Linked DNA regions of Acanthopagrus latus: region 1 is linked to region 2. The links are chromatin contacts, called in public Hi-C maps. All regions are on one chromosome and are shown on one strand. Each heading gives the region's core, a stretch centred on a gene start, on an enhancer-like site or on the middle of the called end of the contact. The rest is flanking DNA. Distances are from core to core; before and after follow the strand shown. Region 1 holds the start of dct (L-dopachrome tautomerase). Region 2 holds the start of LOC119025983 (FAST kinase domain-containing protein 5, mitochondrial).

Region 1 (2,700 bases), core at 195-2,694, 150 kb after region 2:
ACCAACCATTATTATGTTCATCAAAAATAAACCCACGGAGTGTAGCTGATCCCATCCAGCCGTGCCAACATGAAATAGTCTGACAACATGTTTTCAGGAGATTACACATACCTGTAGCTCTCGTTCCAAGCTGAGGAGGTGATACCTGTGCCAGGTGATGAAAGCTGGTCCTTTGTGTGAGAAATCAATGGCTTTGAATGGACGACCTGGACCTGCGGGGAAACAAAAGACACATGCCATCAGTGCACAGCACACACTGAGAGATATATCTATACTTTATCATGAAAAAGTGATTGTTAAAGTCACAGTCGAATGTCAAAAAAAGTCAACCAAAGTCAAGACACAACCTTGGGCTTCAGGTAATCAACAAACCATTAGATTAATGTGACAGTGCTCATTTACCCAAAAGAGTGTCGCGGACAGAATAATAGTGTTGCCAGACGAAGAAATCATAGATGGAGATGTTGGTGACCTGGGGCTCAGTCCCGTTTGGTCCCAGCAGTCCCAGCCAGTGCTGGGTGGCAATGACGTAGTCTGGGTGGGTGGTGGTCTTAGCCAGCTCCAGGGCGTTGAGGAACTCCTGGAGCTCCTCGGGGGTCAGGGAGTGGATGTTCTTCCGCACCACGGGAGCTTTCCTCTGGTCACAGTTTGGTCCGGTCCAACCGAATTTACACTGACCACAGTCATGCCCTGCAAAGTTACCTTCAACGCAAAGAGCAAACTAAATGTATCAAATCATTTTGGTGCTGATGTGATCTTTCAGGTCCATCGTCAGCCGTCGTCCGACCATCATCTGAATAAAACTGTACACGACTCACCAGTACATCTGCACGTCTGATTGAAGAACTTGGTGGGCCACCTCTCTCTGTCGTCAACATTTCTCAGCCTGTACGGTCCTCCCCAGGGTTTGCTGTCGACTCGCACAGCCGAGCAGTTCCCTCTCCCCGACAGAGAGCCGCACACGTTGGCAGGATCAGAGCCGAGAGCTGGGCAACACTGCTTGGACAGGATCCCCTCCACCGTGCAGCACACTCGAGGAAACTGAGCCTCCGCAGCCTCTGGCCAGAGGAGTAAACAAAAAAGGCCGAGACCCAGCGCGTTCATCATATTTCACCAGTTTGTTTCCTCCAGTCAGTGGCGACTAATCAGTTTCTACATCAACTCTGAGCAGTGAAACGGTCAATTAGTTCCTCCAGAGGAGTGTGGAATCGCAGTCTGCTACGGTCCCCGGTTGTGTATCTTCGAATTAGATTCAGTGATAGTTCTGATATGTGTGGAAACAACAAGTTAAAGCCGGATCATGTTGTGTTCCAGTCGGTTACATGCACGTTAAGGAAGAGTCTAATTTCTGCTCTTGCTTTTGTAGAGCGGAGGAGGATTAAGCCACTGGTCTTGTGATGATCACCTGACAGCAGAGCTGTGAGCTTTGCTAAGAACTGGAAGAATACCAAGGAATTGCCTGTGGGGACTATTAAAATGTTGTATGGCCATTTTGTGCCAAAAGTCTGTGTGTCTGATTTGTTACTTAGAGTTAATCAGTAAAAAAAGATAACAAAGCAGGCAATACATCAGATTTGCCTCAGACAGAGCAGCCAACTGTACACACATTTGGTCAAACACAAAACGAATTGTGTTCTGCACCAACACCATTAGCTCTGATAACACGTTTAAAATAGAAACATTATCTCAAAACAAATTAATTGATTTGTTGAGTCATTCAGAGATATCATAATAAAAGGAATGAGGTTAAACAAAAGTCAGCTCTCGAGCCGAGGCCAGCCGGGATCTGTTGTGTAAATCTTAATGAGGGTCTAATCACTTTAATCCAGCCAGAAGATATAGTTTTCGCAGGCTTTTTACAGCTTGTTATTGTAGCGTGTCTACCCGCATACTTGCCGTTTGTTCCATTCATCAAACTTTTCACCCTCTGACACCCTCCGCTGTGCACATGATTAGAAAAAAGAGCAGCTGTAGGAAGTGTAGGATCGCCAGAGCTGGCCCTAGGCATAGGCTGTATAGGTAAATACTGAGGGGCCTGTCATCCACAAAGGGCGCCGCAAACGTAGTAGCAGAATCACAAGGTCCAAAGGACTGAAATCAGCTCCTACCGGCATTTAACTATTAATTTAATTTGATTTATCACTTGTTTATTTCTTCAGTTTTTACTTGGTGTGATATTTTTAACTTAAAAGAAATAAGATCTTGAATACATACATGCAGTTTCTGTGTGAGTGTTTGAAAATGCTTTGTCAAATTGACTGCTATGCAAGGGGCCGCCAGCTAAATCTTGCCTTGGGCACCACGTTGGCTGGGGCCAGCACTGACCCTGGGTCTCAGCTGACAGCCTCCACTGTGCATGTGAGAGCAGCTGTCGGAACTGTGGGATCACCATCGTCTTTCACAGACTCTCCACACTGGTATGGTCAAAAATAATAAACTGTGATTTTCAGGGACTCCCTTCTTTACTAGAGCATTTCCATTAGATGCTGCGAAATGGTGACTTGTATTTATATATGAGCACTTTTCTGGTCTACCAACCACGACAAGGCCACATTCAGGCCTACACACACACACTGATGGCAGAGGCTGGTATTACAGCAGCTGAGTGCTAACACAGTGAGGTCCATCTAAAACGCTTTAGTTAAAAGGAAATAAGTCCCTATTAGATGCCTATTATCATTAATAAGACTATACATTAAT
Region 2 (2,700 bases), core at 136-2,635:
TCGCCGCCGTCCGCGTGTTTACCAACAGCCCTGGGAAATCAAGTGGTGAAACTTGAGAGTCGCACTTGGAGAGGAAGTAGTTGATTTATGCTAATGAAGGAGTTGGGGTTTAGCTACGCTGGCTGGGAGCCGCCCTTCATTCACCACATGGTTAAACCTCGAGTGTACTCGCGCCACTTTCGCAATCTTACTACGATTCCCAAACTCCTGGCAAATCATAATAGTAGCACATGGTTGTGCTTTTTGGGGATTATACGTCTTAGCTGCTACTCTTTCAGCGAAGTCTTTTTTTTCTCCTCCTCAGTTTTTTTTTTTTTTTTTGCAAGATGCCCTCCGAAACAGTGTGAGTAAACGGTAAGTCCGCACAAGTGAGTAGAAGATGGTGGCTTTTTTAGAAAGCCAGTGTGTTATTACGCGCATGTTATTGAAGAGAAACCTGTTGTTAGCCCTTTTTCAGAGAGATGCGGTAAAACGGCGAGGGGCTCAAAAAAAAAAAAAAAAGAAAAAGTGAAATGCTCGGCGACGTGTGCGACACGGGAGCCGCACTTTCACGTTAACACCGGGGGAGCGAAGAGGAAAAACGCGTTTTTAATCGTCAGTTTCCGCATTTGAAAACACTGTTCTACGAGGCGCATGGCAACCTCTCCTCCATGGTTGTGGGAGAATGAGGGAGATTTGAAAAGCATGTGTTGCTGCTGCACCTCCAGTCGGGGGGGAAGTCGTACTCACCCGTCAAAAAAATGTTGCATTTACACACTTTGGTGGCAGCTGCGAGTTGTGGACTCGTGTGCGTCTGTTGTCGGGCCACATGTTGATGGAAATTGGGAGTTTTCGGTCGATCTGTGCGCCGTGATGTACACTTAAAAGTGCCCCCAGAACAAAGCAGCAGCACATGGGGCTGCAAGCAGGCCGCGCGCCTTTGCTACCCCGCGAGCTTGCTGCGTTAGCTAGCTGCTAATGCTAACACGCCGATGGTTGGGGGAGGGATAATCGCTTAAATTACATTGACACGGGCTCGAACGGCTGTGCTGTGCATTCTTTGGTGAAAATATGAGCATTTGCAGCCACTTTGAACCTTTTTACATTCATATTTATTGTTGTGTTATCGTAAACGAGCGGGCTACATCCAGGCAGCTAAGTTGGCTAAGATAAGAGAATGCTCTGAAGTGGACGGGGAGGGTGTTAGCCAACATTAGCACGCAGACTTAACGTGTCTCTGTAAAAACAAAAAGCTTGTTGCCACATGCTTTTTTTTTAATCAAACCGACCTGTGGTGTTATTAATCTTTATTGGACATCGGTCTTTTCTTAAAGCCTAGCCGCACTCGCAGGCTACACGCGCTAGCCTATTTGGCTAGCTCATGCTCGCGTCGGACTGTTTTGATGGAGCCCTCGGGTGCTGCTAGCTTGGTGTGTGTGACTGTGCGCTGCTTTCTTACTCAACTTTGCAGTAGCTCGTATCATACGCTTGGTGCGCTCAGTCACAATGAGCGCCACGCTTTTTGCATGCACTACATTTCACCGTTAAAGTGCACACGGACGTCTCAAGCGCCGCTGTCGTGCTTACACCTGTGATGTTATCCAGTCGTTGGAAGTAGGTTTAAAAAAAAAAAACGCTCAAAATGTGGACTGTTGGGCGCCATGTTAGCGCGTGGGGGAGGGGTGGTAAACGTTACAGCGATGTGAATGGGGCGCAAATGTTGCTGTCCTCAAGCAGTCCTGGCTCACGCTCAGGCTTCCCTTGTGAACTTTGTTATTGGAGACGTTTCACCATGTGGTCCTTTTCTTACTTTCTGCTCAGTATTAAACAATTAGCGTGCGAGTGTGACGACAACAACATGATCCTGGACGGCCACCTGGACCCATGGCTATCAAAATACAACTTGATGTAAGGGACAATTTGGCGGGTCGCAGGGTGCCTCCATCCTCGGAGCACAAGGGCCATGTGCACGGATGGATGTGTAGACTTTAGTAGTAGATGGTAGAAACATTTCGCGTTGTTGTGGTGAAACGCGAACATGTGCGACAGGATCTTTTACAGCCTGCTGCGTCATCCTATATGTTGCGGATGTAAGAAATTAAATGTGCTTTTGCAAAAGCAAAAGGACCTCGGACTGGTTTAAAATCAGTTGTAAGCAGGAAAGTTAGGTTTTCCTTAAATGTGCACACACAATGTTTGTTTTTTTCAGAGCTCTTCCAAGCTAACACACATCAGCAGTGTAAACATAACCTCCTTATTGGAGCTTACAACACAAGTCTGACATAACAAGGGTCATACTGGAAGTCACACAATGCACCTTCTGCCTACCAGTAATTTGAAGGAGTGTTAAAGTTATTTGTTATTTACTAAAAATGAATCGGTGCTTTTTTTTTTTTTTTTTAATGAGTCATTTTTTTGTCAGATGGCTGCCTGACATTCTCTGGTTCTAGTTGTGCGGATGTGCTGCCTGGCCCTGTTTTTATGTAATTATAAATTGGAAAATCATTTCTATATGAAAACACCCCAAAGACATCAACAACCAGCAGTTTTCAGTTTCTTTACATTTGTAGATTTTGTGTGATAAATAATTAATGAAGTAATTTTTAGCGATGGTGAGATTCATTTATTTCTGACTTGAATTGAAGTTGCTGACATTTTTCTTGCTGACATGTCTCATTTATGTTTGCAGACCCCTGTGCACATCTGTATCTCCCATGGAAA

What was found. Hi-C and Micro-C count contacts between places; a contact is called where the count stands out from the background.
Region 1: a Hi-C map of muscle shows a contact between it and region 2, with 3 times the contacts expected there. The contact joins the promoter of dct here to the promoter of LOC119025983 in region 2. A contact is called at or near these places in 2 of 4 Hi-C or Micro-C datasets (both in muscle).

What each region holds. Positions count from the first base shown.
Region 1 is chr9:13,628,034-13,630,733 of fAcaLat1.1, forward strand. It overlaps dct (L-dopachrome tautomerase), which reads right to left and starts at 1,445. Exons shown (of 8, transcript XM_037110944.1): 1 at 819-1,445; 2 at 403-702; 3 at 112-212. The coding sequence starts at 1,107.
Region 2 is chr9:13,480,215-13,482,914 of fAcaLat1.1, forward strand. It overlaps LOC119025983 (FAST kinase domain-containing protein 5, mitochondrial), which reads right to left and starts at 1,386. Exons shown (of 3, transcript XM_037110034.1): 1 at 730-1,386. LOC119025984 (a long non-coding RNA gene) reads left to right here. Exons shown (of 2, transcript XR_005076979.1): 1 at 1-354; 2 at 2,669-2,700.